2 separate regions of the Mus musculus genome follow, and region 1 is linked to region 2. Evidence: chromatin contacts called from public HiChIP or PLAC-seq data. All regions are on one chromosome and are shown on one strand. The core of a region is the stretch at or near the end of the contact, and the rest is flanking DNA. Distances in the headings are between cores, read along the strand shown. Region 1 overlaps Irf4 (interferon regulatory factor 4). Region 2 holds the start of Uqcrfs1 (ubiquinol-cytochrome c reductase, Rieske iron-sulfur polypeptide 1).

What was found. HiChIP or PLAC-seq counts read pairs in DNA pulled down with a chosen protein or histone mark.
Region 1: a contact with region 2 is called in an H3K4me3 HiChIP or PLAC-seq map of the SCID.adh cell line, with 2.8 times the contacts expected there. The contact joins the enhancer-like site here to the promoter of Uqcrfs1 in region 2. A contact is called at or near these places in 6 of 484 Hi-C or Micro-C datasets (CD8 T cells, the G1E-ER4 cell line, myeloid progenitors and 1 more), 10 of 115 datasets of contacts at active chromatin or transcription factors (the 230-238 cell line, CD8 T cells, the SCID.adh cell line and 6 more) and 2 of 9 other capture datasets (adipose tissue and liver).

What each region holds. Positions count from the first base shown.
Region 1 is chr13:30,762,891-30,769,329 of GRCm38.p6, reverse strand. Irf4 (interferon regulatory factor 4) reads right to left here. Exons shown (of 9, transcript NM_013674.2): 9 at 2,349-5,803. The coding sequence ends at 5,663. Among named protein-coding and RNA genes, the nearest start is that of Irf4, 17 kb to the right of the region's middle. Within about 2 kb of position 1,384, at least 50 of the 459 cell types and tissues checked have an H3K27ac peak or open chromatin away from gene starts, as enhancers often do. A contact at or near this core is called in CD8 T cells, the SCID.adh cell line, T-cell acute lymphoblastic leukemia and 2 more, where this site is marked.
Region 2 is chr13:30,541,473-30,547,477 of GRCm38.p6, reverse strand. It overlaps Uqcrfs1 (ubiquinol-cytochrome c reductase, Rieske iron-sulfur polypeptide 1), which reads left to right and starts at 2,162. Exons shown (of 2, transcript NM_025710.2): 1 at 2,162-2,444. The coding sequence starts at 2,231.

The DNA.
Region 1 (6,439 bases), core at 135-2,634, 220 kb before region 2:
GCGGGTAGGTGACAAGGGTGGAGGGTGGATATGAAGAGATGGGAGATGAGTGGGACTGAGGTACATGATGTGAAATTCATAAACAATCAATAAAAAGTTAAAAAAATAAAAAAGGAATGACCAGTGATATGCCATAGACACAAACAGTAAATACCAATGTTAATAGCTTTTGTGGCTGATGAGCACTACTGGGAGGTGATACAACCTTAAGTACAACCTTTGATAGGTGGGGTCTAGTGTGAGAAAAGTTAGATAATTGAAGATTATTATTGAAGATGCACCCTTGAAGGAGCTTCTAGTACCTAAACTCTGCCCCACCATCCTGTGTGTGTGAGGGGTTCTCGCACGTGTGTGTGTGTGTGTGTGTGTGTGTGTGTGTGTGTAAGTTCTGGCCCACAGTCAGCTCTGATCAGACCCATCTCAGCATCTCCATCATTTTCAGGTGTTGATCCACACCGTTAACCATGGAGTTGTTCTCTCATCTTGCAGCTATGGTTCTTTCTAACTCATGGCTCTCACCATTCCTTCCAGCATACTTTTCTCAGATCACTATCCCCCACTGTTCTGGCTGTTTTGATCCTTAGTCCCAAAGGAGAGGAGGCAAAGCAAGAGAAAGTATGAAATCGTTTCTCAGTGGCACAGAGATGCCACTGAAAGGTGAAGTGCTTAGAAAGAAAGGATGTTCTATCATCATGAGAGAGAGCTGGCCAGGTGAGCAGGTGGGCAGAAGTCTTCCAGGGAAGAGCAGGGTACCTGTGTAGACATCCTCTGGCCCCTGGCTTAGGCTGTAGAAGAAACATCCTTGGGTGCCCTATAATTCCTAACTAGACATTTATTAAAAGACATTTCTGCTAGAAAACATGAGATATTACAACCAACCTTGCAGTCCCTTCCCAGAAATAAGGCATGTAGGAGACGCCATGTTTTTGTTTGTTTGTTTGTTTGTTTGTTTCTGGGATGGATGAGTGTTGCCCATGTGAAAAACCCTGTATTTGTCTTAATACTACCAACTATAGAAAACCAAATCCAACAACCAAAGTTGTAACTGGAAAGAAAAGTCTAAGACCAGAAGCCCTGTGGGAATAGGAATATCATGTAAGAACTCAAAAGTCAGCAAAATCTCTTCAAACAAGCTTAGGTTCAAGTAGTAGAACTTTCTGGAGAAATCCTGGCTGTGCATGCTGGCCTGAGCCCATCTATACTTATGGGACACACAGAGCTCCCAAAGTAGGAATAGTAGAGCAATTGGTTTTTATTTAGTAAATTCAATATGTTGTTTAGATCCTTGCTAAATGCTTTTCTCAGATCTCTGAATCTCTGAGCTTTTCACAGGCCACAGTCCTATCCTGGGCTGACAGTCTTCCTATGACACTGGAAGATACGGAAGTTCACAGCCATGTCAGGAAGTGTGTGTGATACAGCTGAGAACGGCATTCTCTGACTTGGCTTCTCAGAGAGGAATTTCAGCCAAGGTTCTCCTAGGGATACCCAAGAGTCTACCGACACCCTGTGCCTCTCCCCCGGAATCTCTCCTATCAGAGTGCAGGCTCACTATATGCTACCCTCATGACAACAAACTCAGAGGAAATCAAAGTATAAAACAAACCATTAAAACAAGTTAAAAAATATTTTCCCTAATTGGAGAGATGGCTCAACTTGGATAATAGTCCTTGTTGCTCTTCCAGAGGACTGGAGTTCCAGGTTCTCGCGTATGTGGCTAACAACCACCTGTACCTACAGTTACAGGGGATCAGACCCCCCTCCCTGGCCCTACAAGTACTGCATGTGCATGTACCTACAAGTAGGTAAACTCACACACTAGATATTAAATTTTTTTTCTAAAAATGAAAAAAAAACACAACAAACAGAAAAAAAAAAAAAACACCAAGTCTACCAGGCCTTTCAGAACATAGGTCTAAGGAGGAGGAGGCAGAACAAAGGAGCCCAGTGTGAATAGTTGCTCCCTCAGACACAGCTGAGGGGACTTGTGCTAGTAATGACATGGTTGTAGAACTAGCTTGCTTCTTCCCCCTCTCTCCCCCCTCCCCTCTTCTTCCCTCCTCCTCCTCATCCTCCTCCTCCTCCTCCTTCTTCTTCCTCTCTCTCTCTCTCTCTCTCCCTCCCTCCCTCCCTCCCTCCCTCCCTCCCTCCCTCTCTCTCTCTCTCTCTCTCTCTCTCTCTCTCTCTCTCTCTCTCTCTCTCTCTCTGCTGAACACTTTAGAGATCTGATTTCAGGGACTCACAGGCAGCCAGGAAGGAAGTAGGCCACTGACAGCCTCACCAAGAACCCAGCAGATAGAGGAAGTGTTTCAAGGGCTGTGAGGATGGTATTAAATATGCTCCTCAGTCAATCTTTCTAGAAATCCTTTATTTATCAAATATTTTAAAACACACAGCTTTCCTTGTGAAGCAAGTTTACAGCAAAATCCATGGCCTATCCATCCAACGCCGCAGGCAGGATGGTGCCACACTTTCCTGTCGGGCTTAGACATGACAGGAAGCCAAGATATGAGCTCGAAGCCAGAGATCTCTGAGTCCTGGTCCCCAGCAGGTCTTTCACTGTGAAGGGGGTGCACAGCGCATGGGAGCAGAGGGGCAATGATGCCCTTCCACATGAGGTGGGTCCACCTTGAAGATTGTGAAGCCTGTAGCAGTGTCTAATAAGAACTGGCTTGCCAAACACTGTCTTCTACTTCAATATACTCTGGACTCATGTTCCTCAAAGCACTGAAAATGGGTCCAGGAAAATCAGCCTTCTCTGCGTTCACGTGACAGTGAGCAGCAATTAGCAAGGACTAAGTGAGTTTCACTTACGGTGCAGGCTTCTTCAATGAGTGAAGAAGCAACTTGCAAAAACATACATGTGGTAGGGCAACATTGCAATGTATGCAGCAGCCATGTGATTTAGGGAGATAAATAACAAAAACAGAGACCTTAACAATTTCACAATTTTCACCAATAACAAAAAACAACAACAAGAACAACAACAATTCACCAGTGGGATGGGCAAGACTGTGTGGAGAGGGATGAGGGGGCATGTAATTAAACCTTGTGTGGGTTTTTATCAAAATATCAGCAATGGGAAAGTTCGTTTAAAAAGTAATATTGAAGGCTCTTCCTGTGTAGGACATGACACCACCCTGACTCTCAGAATCCTCTGCTGCTGGGGCTCACATTCAGCCTGTCTGCAGGGCAAGGGCACCTCACATATCAGTCACCACACTCAGCCTGCTGGCGTTCCTGTGTCTGGCATACAGCCACTCAGGCACCGCACCTGGGCCTCTGCAGGCTGGGCATTCTCACGATAGAGCAAGCCTCTCTGTGCTCCAATCCCAGAGTGCATCTGGATTTCTACAGGTGGGGTCTACCAACTCTGTCCAGGACAACGACTGAGGGCTTTGGGGCTTCTAGTTTGAAACTAGATACTTAAGCCTGCTCAAGGACCAGAAACAAGCCAACAGAAAGCACCCGTGAGACTTGCATATTTTCTCCCTAGGATACAGTGTTCCTCAGCCTACCTCTTCAACGGCATCTTCCAGTGCAAGCAAACTAAATTCTACTGTGTGCATTGCACTTTGTTTCAGCAAGGGACGAGGAAGGTGTTCCTCTTTGTGTCAGGAGTGTTTACCCATCATTCCATTTGTCAAGATGGAAGGCATCAGCATGCATGGCTGTAAAGTGAAACATGAACTGGGGGCTCGAACCATACAGCATTTTCCAGAAAATTCAGCTTCACTGTTAAAACAGCTTAACATTAAGGAAAAAAACCAAAAACCAAAAGACTTCACATGGCAATTGAGACAAAGCATCTGCTTATGGACTGAAGAGTCATGGTCATACAGGACCAGGCAAGGGACCTTGGTGAAGTGCCAGATATGGTTAAGATACTCCAGGAGGACAGCTGTGGCTTGGGGCCTCAGGAAGAGTGCTTCCCGATTTTGCCTTCATCTTCCCTTGGGATAATATACCCCAGAATGTTTTGCATCTATAAGATGTATAAGTGACTTTAGTTCACGAGACTCAGTGGGCTGCTGGGATGGGTAGCTAAGAAGATGTCTAAACTGCACCTAGGCACATAGCAGTGGAAGTCCACATGCCACTCAAAAGATGAGGTAAATCTGTATAGTTGGGTACATAAGAGTGTCATCACATATCTCTCTCTCTCTCTCTAAGAAAGGGCAACTTCATATATATGTATTGAAAACTAAAACATGCTTAAAGGACAGACTGAACTCTTGGGGCTAATACTAGCAAGGAGGATTCGAACATAAAATGCATTTCAGTTCTTACCTTCTCTATGAAAAATGCTTCCATTTTCTGTAATGTGTATTATTTGTCAAAGGTTCCTTTTTAAAAATAAAACAATGAAATGAGACACCCAATGGTCCATTGCTTATTGAATGTATGCTGCTGAAAGACTTAAGAAGAAATATTAAGAGTGGCATGTTAAAAAAAAAATTAAAAAGAAGTAAGTGCCAAGTGTGCAAGAGCGCTTAACTCTTTCTGAGCCCGAAAGAGTCAGGAATGATGTTGTGGTAGGAGAAAAATCCCAGAGCATGGCAAAGCCACCTAAACAAAACAGTAACAATAAAGGATCAGACGGTTGTGAAGGCAAGTGAGACTCTTTGGGATTCTGTGAAAGAATGTGTTGTTGGAAAAGAAGCCCGGTAGCTTTGAGACTCTGTCAAACTATTATTGGCACAAGGAAGCATCTAATATACAAAATAAGCAGAAACAGCTCACTGAGTCTACAGCTGTACACTGAACCACTGGTGTCCGGGACAGTTCCCAACCTGCTCAAAGGCTCCGCCCTTCCAGTGTTGCCATGGGGACCACTGATGGCCAACAAAACAAATAGAAGGGGAAATGGCACAGAATTTTAAAAATCTATCTCTAGTATATTCGGTCTCTCTCTCTTCCTTTCTTTACAAAAAAGCAACAATTCTAAAGAATGAGAGGCAAAACAGAAAGGGGAGACAACAACAACAAAAAACTTTGTAGCCGTTGTTAGATCAGAGGAGATGCAAACATGTCTCATCTTATATGTCCCTGATGGTTTTTTGGCTCAAGTATGTGGCAACAAGAGTCCACCAGCTGGCTTTTAGGGAAGGGCAAGAAGAGGGAGCAAACAGGATGTAGGGTCTACTCAGAGAGAGTGCAGGATCAGGACATGATAGCCTAGACTGGACCTAAGAACCAAGTCCCTTCACTCAGTGGACATGATCTGGGCAACCTACAGCTCCTCTATCCAGGAATGCGTTTCTCTGTGAGTGGACAGCGTAGTCTCTAGTCTAGACTTTACTTCCCTGAGAAATGGACCAATAATACGTATGTCTTCTCTTGTCAGGGATTCATGCTGGCACAGGTTTTCAGTCTTCAAGCAAAAGTCCATCTATACCAGGCTAAAGCCAGCATTCAAGTACATGTAAACACAACACTGATCAAGTTTCACAGTTATAAGCCAGGGCACAGTCACCCAAGTCCTGGCACTTGTCAAGACCTGGATGACAGGCACTCTTCTGGGGGAAGCTCCTCTGTTGAGCAGATACAGCTGTTTTTCCTCACAAAGCCCTGTTGTTGTCTTCAAGTGGAAACCCACTCACTTCTTAGCTCTTCCAAAGAGAAAGGGCAGCAGCCGGCTGCCCTGTCAGAGTATTTCTTCTCACTCTTGGATGGAAGAATGACGGAGGGAGCGGTGGTAATCTGGAGTGGTAACGTGTTCAGGTAACTCGTAGCCCCTCAGGAAATGTCCAGTGTTTTGTTGAGCAAAGTAATACAGTTGTCTGGCTAGCAGAGGTTCCACCTTTAATAAGACATTTAAGAAAAAAAGACATCACTAGAATATTCTTCTCAACACCATACAATTGGGACATCATGAAATGACCCTAGGACTCTAAGTAAAAACCTACAAGCTGCACAGGATAACATAACACAGTGAAGCAGTTCACATTCAGAGCCATTTGAAAAACCAGTTTCATTTGCTCTTATAATACCTGGAATTAAAAACCCTGGAAAAAGAACTCTTGATTCTATAATAGAAGATAAATATGGCATTTTGAAACCAATCACCTCTTGGATTTGATATTTAGCGAATGAGTTAACTGGACATTATTGAATGAGATGACCAAATTAAAAGGCTAAGTAACATGCTGGGTAAGTGAGGCTCATGAGTCTGACAGAAGGGCTCATCCTGAAGAACCAGATGACTGTGAAATAGACAGAACTCTGAACCACAAGTAGAAGACAGAGCTGGCCAGCCACAAGACAGCAGCTCGCTGGCTCTGATGGACCTAGTTTGTTTATAAGCATCGATTGCATCCCCAGTCAAAGCCAGCCTCACCAAGTCAGGCTGTGTGCTCTGTAACAACCAATCATCAATAAATCAAGCCTCTTTGTTATTTGATATGTGATGTCTGGTAGGATTCCTCTGTAAGCACCC
Region 2 (6,005 bases), core at 913-3,412:
ACTCTCCCTACTGGTGGTCCCTTCATCGTGGACTTCCAGTTTCCAGATCTATAAGAAGCTTTTTTTTTTTTTTTGATTCTTTGAAAATTATCCAGTCTCAAGAAATTTTAAAGAAAATGGCTGGTGAGATGGTTCAGCAGGTAAAGGTGGATGGTCTATCTGAGGTCTATCCTCAAGACCTGTGAGATAGGAGAGGACCGACTCCCACAAGGTGTCCCCTGACCTCCAAATGTACAGGATGGGACACTTGTGCCATGGTGTGTAGAGGACACAAATGCAAACACATATAAGTAACTAACTAGTCTTAGAAATTTAGTGATAGCAGCACAACCAAGATAGCAACAGTAGGAAAGGAACTTAGCAGGTTTCTGTTAGTTTTGAAAAGCAGGTGAACTGAACCCAAGTCAGAGGTCTGAAGCCCAAAGCTTGAAAACGTTTCAGTAAGATGCAATGGGCCATCCTGGCTCTTGTAGGAGAACTGGCCTCTGACATCCTCAAAAACTGATGACGAACAGACCTATGCCTGGCCCTGGCTCGTCCTTGTTGGGTGGTTTCTCAGCTGAGGCTGTCTGTCCAGGGCCAGCTCAGATGTATATGGTGTCATATGCATCTGGAAAGCTCCATGGTCCATCTCTTGTCAAGCACTGGCACCACCAGCAGCAGTTGGCATCTAGCTGGGGATTTGGTTCCATCATGAGACAGAGCCACAGGCAGGGGCAGTTTGGGGTGAAGACTTCCATCTGGAGATTCAGCTGAGAGAGAAAAGGTTAGATTGATCTCTGCCATGGTGGATATTCACTCCTGGTTCCTTAGGTGAGATCTACATGGAGTGCATGCTTCTCTGGGGTTATCCCAGGTCCTGTCCCTGTTCAGAACATAACTGAATGAAGTGACAGTGACAAGAAAGGACCCAGACTAGGCAGCAAGTATCCTCCCTGGCTAAGGACACCTGCAATCATTCCTCTGTGAGGGCCCGGATCTCCTGGGTGTTGTTTTACATTGCTGCTATAACAAACATAGTGTCTTAAAACAACACAACTACATTGTTTTACAATTCCAAAGGTTTAGAAACCAGCCAAGGTCCTAGAGTCCATGTATTATACAAGCATCATATCACAATCATGCCAGAGTGTGCAGTGCTTAAATTCTTAGTTTTTTTTTTTTACTGTTTTTTCTTTTTAAACCCTAAAAGAATAAACGAAGTATTTGGTATAGAGAAAGTTGTATGGATGAGAACTTCATTCTTTGAAAGTGAATGCCATCTCTAAACTCAATTGTCTGTGTGAACTTGAAATCAAGGTTTGTTCTACTTGGAAAAGTGGAGATTTTCAAGTGTAAGAGGGATTAACGTTTATTAGCACCTCACAGAGACTTTGTTAGTGGTGTAGTCAGAACTGAAAGAGAAGTTAGAAAGTTGGCAGTTTTCTCACTATGTGAAGGAGAGTAAGAGTCCCTCCCTTTTGTACTGCTGAACATCACTTGGGAAACCCCACTTGTTCAGAAACAAACAAACAAACAAACAAACAAAAACCCCTCAGGGGTCTACAATACTCCACTGCTTCCTGGCAATCTATGCAGAGCAAAGGGTCTAAGGACCAGGTCCTTCACTGGTAAAATGCTGGTATCAATAGTGTTATTTCATCAAGATCATAATTACAAATGAACAACGAAGGAAACTACCAAATCAAAAGCGTAGTAGATCATGAATAATCGTAAGCCACCGTTTTGTTTTGTTTTGTTTTGTTTTGTTTTTGTCAAACCTTGCATATAGGTTTCTGGCTCTTTTGTTGTAAGAAGATCAAAATCGTCTTGGCAAAAGACAAAAAGCGGTTGGTATTTATTCTAGGTGATAGGCGTTAGGAAGTAGTAGTAGCCTGTTGTTTTTTTTTTTCTCATGCCTCGGTCGTCCCCGATTTAAGGTTTTGCCCTAAATGAAGGATCTCAATCACGACCACAAGAAATCCCTCCCGACTTCGGTTTTCCTGGGGCAGGGCGACCGAGTCAGACACCAGAGTGTCTCCAGGCCCTGCCCTTTCCTGCCCGGGCCCCAACCTGCGCCCGAAGCCACGCCCCCAACGCGGCGTCCCTCCCGATTCGCTCAACCTTGCGAAACGCCCTTTCCGGCGTCGCGCTGACGTCACAAACCCTGCGCCTCCCGCTCCTCTTCGGGCCGTCGTTCGAACGAAAGGTCGTCCCTGTGACCGACGAGGTGGTTTGAGCAGCTGTCGCCATGTTGTCGGTCGCCGCCCGCTCGGGCCCGTTCGCGCCCGTCCTATCGGCCACTTCCCGCGGGGTGGCGGGCGCGCTGCGTCCTCTGCTGCAAGGCGCGGTGCCCGCCGCCTCGGAGCCACCTGTTCTGGATGTGAAGCGACCCTTCCTGTGCCGCGAGTCCCTGAGTGGCCAGGCCGCAGCCCGGCCTTTGGTGGCCACGGTGGGCCTGAACGGTGAGCCGGCTTCGGAGTACCCCGATCTCGTTCCCTGCGGCGGCGGAGGGCGGTGTGCTGGGATGTGGTGGGCCGGCCGCGGCTACCTTGGCAGGCCGAGCGCTCCCCGGAGCAGGCGGGCTCACGGTGACGGGATGCTCCCGTAGCTGCATCCCCCAGGAGTCAGGAGCCGGTCTGCACGTCAGTCTGGGTTCCCTCCTCAGGCTTCACTTGACTTTCTTGATTAAGATCGGCCTCCCTGTATCATGGCTAAGATACTGTTAGTTACAGGAATTTGACCTTGGGCAAGTTTCCTCGATGTTACCACAACTTTGTAGGGGTGTTGTGAGTCTTACACTAGAGAATTCTATGTAAAGCCATTGGTACGGTTTAGACGATAAGTGTTCAAAATAGAAATTGAAACAACCATGTAGGAAGTTGTCAGTGTACTGGTACAGTCGCTTTTCAGCATCTTAACTCCCTAGCAGCCCCATCCCTATAGACACAAAACCAGCCCTGTCAGTTCCACTGTAGGGGATCAGCAGTGGTTTCAGATACCAGGCTCTACGGCTTTCATAATCTTACTTAGTCGTGAAGGCGAGGCAGTCAGAAATGATACTTTTTTTTTTTTTTAATACAGAAAACAGAGGTGAAGTGACCCACACAGTGGGAATCTATGCAGTGCGGTCTCTTCCTAGTTTATCTAAGTCTGCTTCACATTCCCTTGTGACTTAAAAATCTAGAAAGCTTTCTGGTGTCTCCTGAAATGTGGGAAGCTGCACTGGGCTCGTTTGGTTTCTGCTCCGATAGTTGACTGACTCTTCACTTTTTCAAGTAGATTAAACCTTGATTTCAAGTTCACAGGGACCATTGAGTTTAGAAATATCATTCACTTTAAAAGAATGAAGATCGCATCCATATAGCTTTCTCCTCTATACCAAGCAAAGTAACATACTATGATTGTTCAGTGTATTACCTACTTGGCACTGCTTGGGGTTGAGTTTATGACCTTTCTACATGTCAACCAAATTGCCTTCTTAGACAGCTTTTCACTCTGCATTCATTCTAATCCTGCCTCTCTGTCTGTCTGTCCTGCCTCTCTTTGAGGCAGGGTCTCACTATGTATCCTAGGCTGTCCTCAGACTCAAGGTCTTCCTGACTGTCTTCCCAGAGCCACCATGGTTAGCTTTTCCTGCAGATTTTTAATGATCCCCACTGGGTTTGCTGTTTATCTCTATTTTAGCCATTAACCTTAATGTCAGGTCAGATTACAAAGTTTACTTTTGCTGATATCTTGATGTCATTATAGCATGTTGACACTCTCCTCTCTATTGTTGAGACTTCTGGCCTTGGTTTAAAGCGGTAGAATAATAGCTCCTTAGTTTTTGTCTCCCATTATCAGGTTTTGTATACATTTGAGTCAAGATCTTTTTTCAGGGTAAATGTGAAGGGGCACTATTGGGTCTTTGAAAAACTTTTCAGGACAGAAGTGTAATAACTTACCTTGTTCTGAGTCTGTTTGGGTTAGGGGATCAGTAGGTAAGAAGTGAGGAAGAGAAAATTGCAGAGGTGAAAGCGTTACTTCAGTTTGTCAGATAGCCGAAAGGTTTCTGATAAAAATTGGTGGTGTGCCTGCTTCATGAAAGCATTTTCCAAACCAGACAATGTAGAAACAAAGCCAAAACCTTTCCTGAAATCATACTTTACATCGTAGCTTAATTGCCCGTTAAAATCCATCTGGGTGACTATGGAAAGATAGGTAGTGACAGAATGGGTGGATTCAGATTGAGAGTGTGTGGAGGAAAATGTCTGCATATGGGAAAATCTCTTTCATGCAGATTTCTAGGTACCTTGGCTTTACAACTACGAAAAGTTTACCTGCCTTAGATTTCCTCTATTTTGAGGTGATATTTCAATAACTGATCATGTATCATGTTGGAATTAAATTAAGCACCTATGCTTAATACAACTTGTGCAAATTATATAGGAAATGACTTTTGAAACAATTTCCTAAAGGTCCCTTGATTGATAATGGTGATGTGTAACTTGCTGTACAGAGAACAGTTGATAACTGGATTTTTTTGTCACCAAAACTCTTGCAAATGAGTCATTCTGTGTAGTGTTTTTAGTTACCTTGTATTGTTAGGAGGTGGTGGTTGTGGCTGCTGTTGAGTGTAAAACTCTGAACTTGGCTCCTTTCTGTTTTAGGTATGCAACATTTTTTTTTTTTTTTTTTAAGAGTGATTCCAGGCATTGTCCTGGAGGAGTAATTCTTACTTGATTCCAAATGCCAGTTAACACCATCACATTGATATTAGGTAGGGTAATACATAGTTCATGTGATGTGAGTCCGAAAAGTCCAAATTGTGACTCTTAGGTTGTCACTACACATCTTGGTTCCTCCCCCAAAATGATAGGGTTATCAGAAATGTAATTTTGATAGTTTTCATTCTTGTTTGAATTTGTGACTTCCATAAAGTTACTCACTTTGAACTCATGTAAAAAGTAGGTGAAATATTAATATTTGGGTATTGAGGTCTCTTAGGATGAGACCTTTAAAGACCAAGATAGTAATGCCACGTTCAGTGGCATTGTATGTTATGAGTAGATCTTTGTTTTGAAAACTTTTTTCCTGAAAATAAAAGTTTTTTCTTTTTTTCCTTTTTTCTTTCTTTCTTTCTTTCTTTTTTTTTTTTTTTTTTTTTTTGAGACAGGGTTTCTCTGTGTAGCCCTGGCTGTCCTGGAACTCACTTTGTAGACCAGGCTGGCCTCGAACTCAGAAATTGGCCTGCCTCTGCCTCCCGAGTGCTGGGATTAAAGGTGTGCGCCACCACGCACACCTTTAACAGTTTTTAACATCCTTCTTTTTTACCCTAAAAAAGTAAATGTGGTGGTAGTTCCTAAAACATACATTTTGCAAGGGTTCATATTTTCATACATATAACTGTTATATCTATTATTTTATGAGGAAATACTTTCTAAACATAGTTAGAATCATGCCAGTAGTCCATTCTTTTGTCAGATATTTACAAATGGCATAAGAGAGAGGACATGTCACTTCTGCTTTCAAAGTTTATGCAAACAGTAAATGTTTTTTCATTTGTCACAAAACATTTGGCCCATTTTATTACCTCCAGGAAAAGTGCCCCACTCAGAGTCCACAGTATGAAAAAGATATTTTTAATAGGTGTTGTTACTCTACCAAAGGGGGAGATATATGAAAGTCACCTCTTTTTATTCTTATTAAATTTAATAATTACTTTGCAGATTTTATTGAGTGCTGCTACCTGTTCTAATAGTTGTTATTCTCTGACACTAGAGGCTTTTTTGAAGATAAAGTAATATCAATTTATGCCCTGGAATTTAAAATTATCAATCCTTAAGTTTTCTATAAAGTATACCAAAAAACACACGAGGCTTATTGTCTTGTAATTAGTATGTTACAAACTTTTAGCTAGTAGTTTTTACAGAAAGCACATAGCAGAGATACAAGGCTAGGCTGAGTGAAATGGTCACACAGCAATTTGTAAGGTGGACTAAGTTTATTTAGTGTAGTTGGATAGTCTACCTAAGCAATTGGTT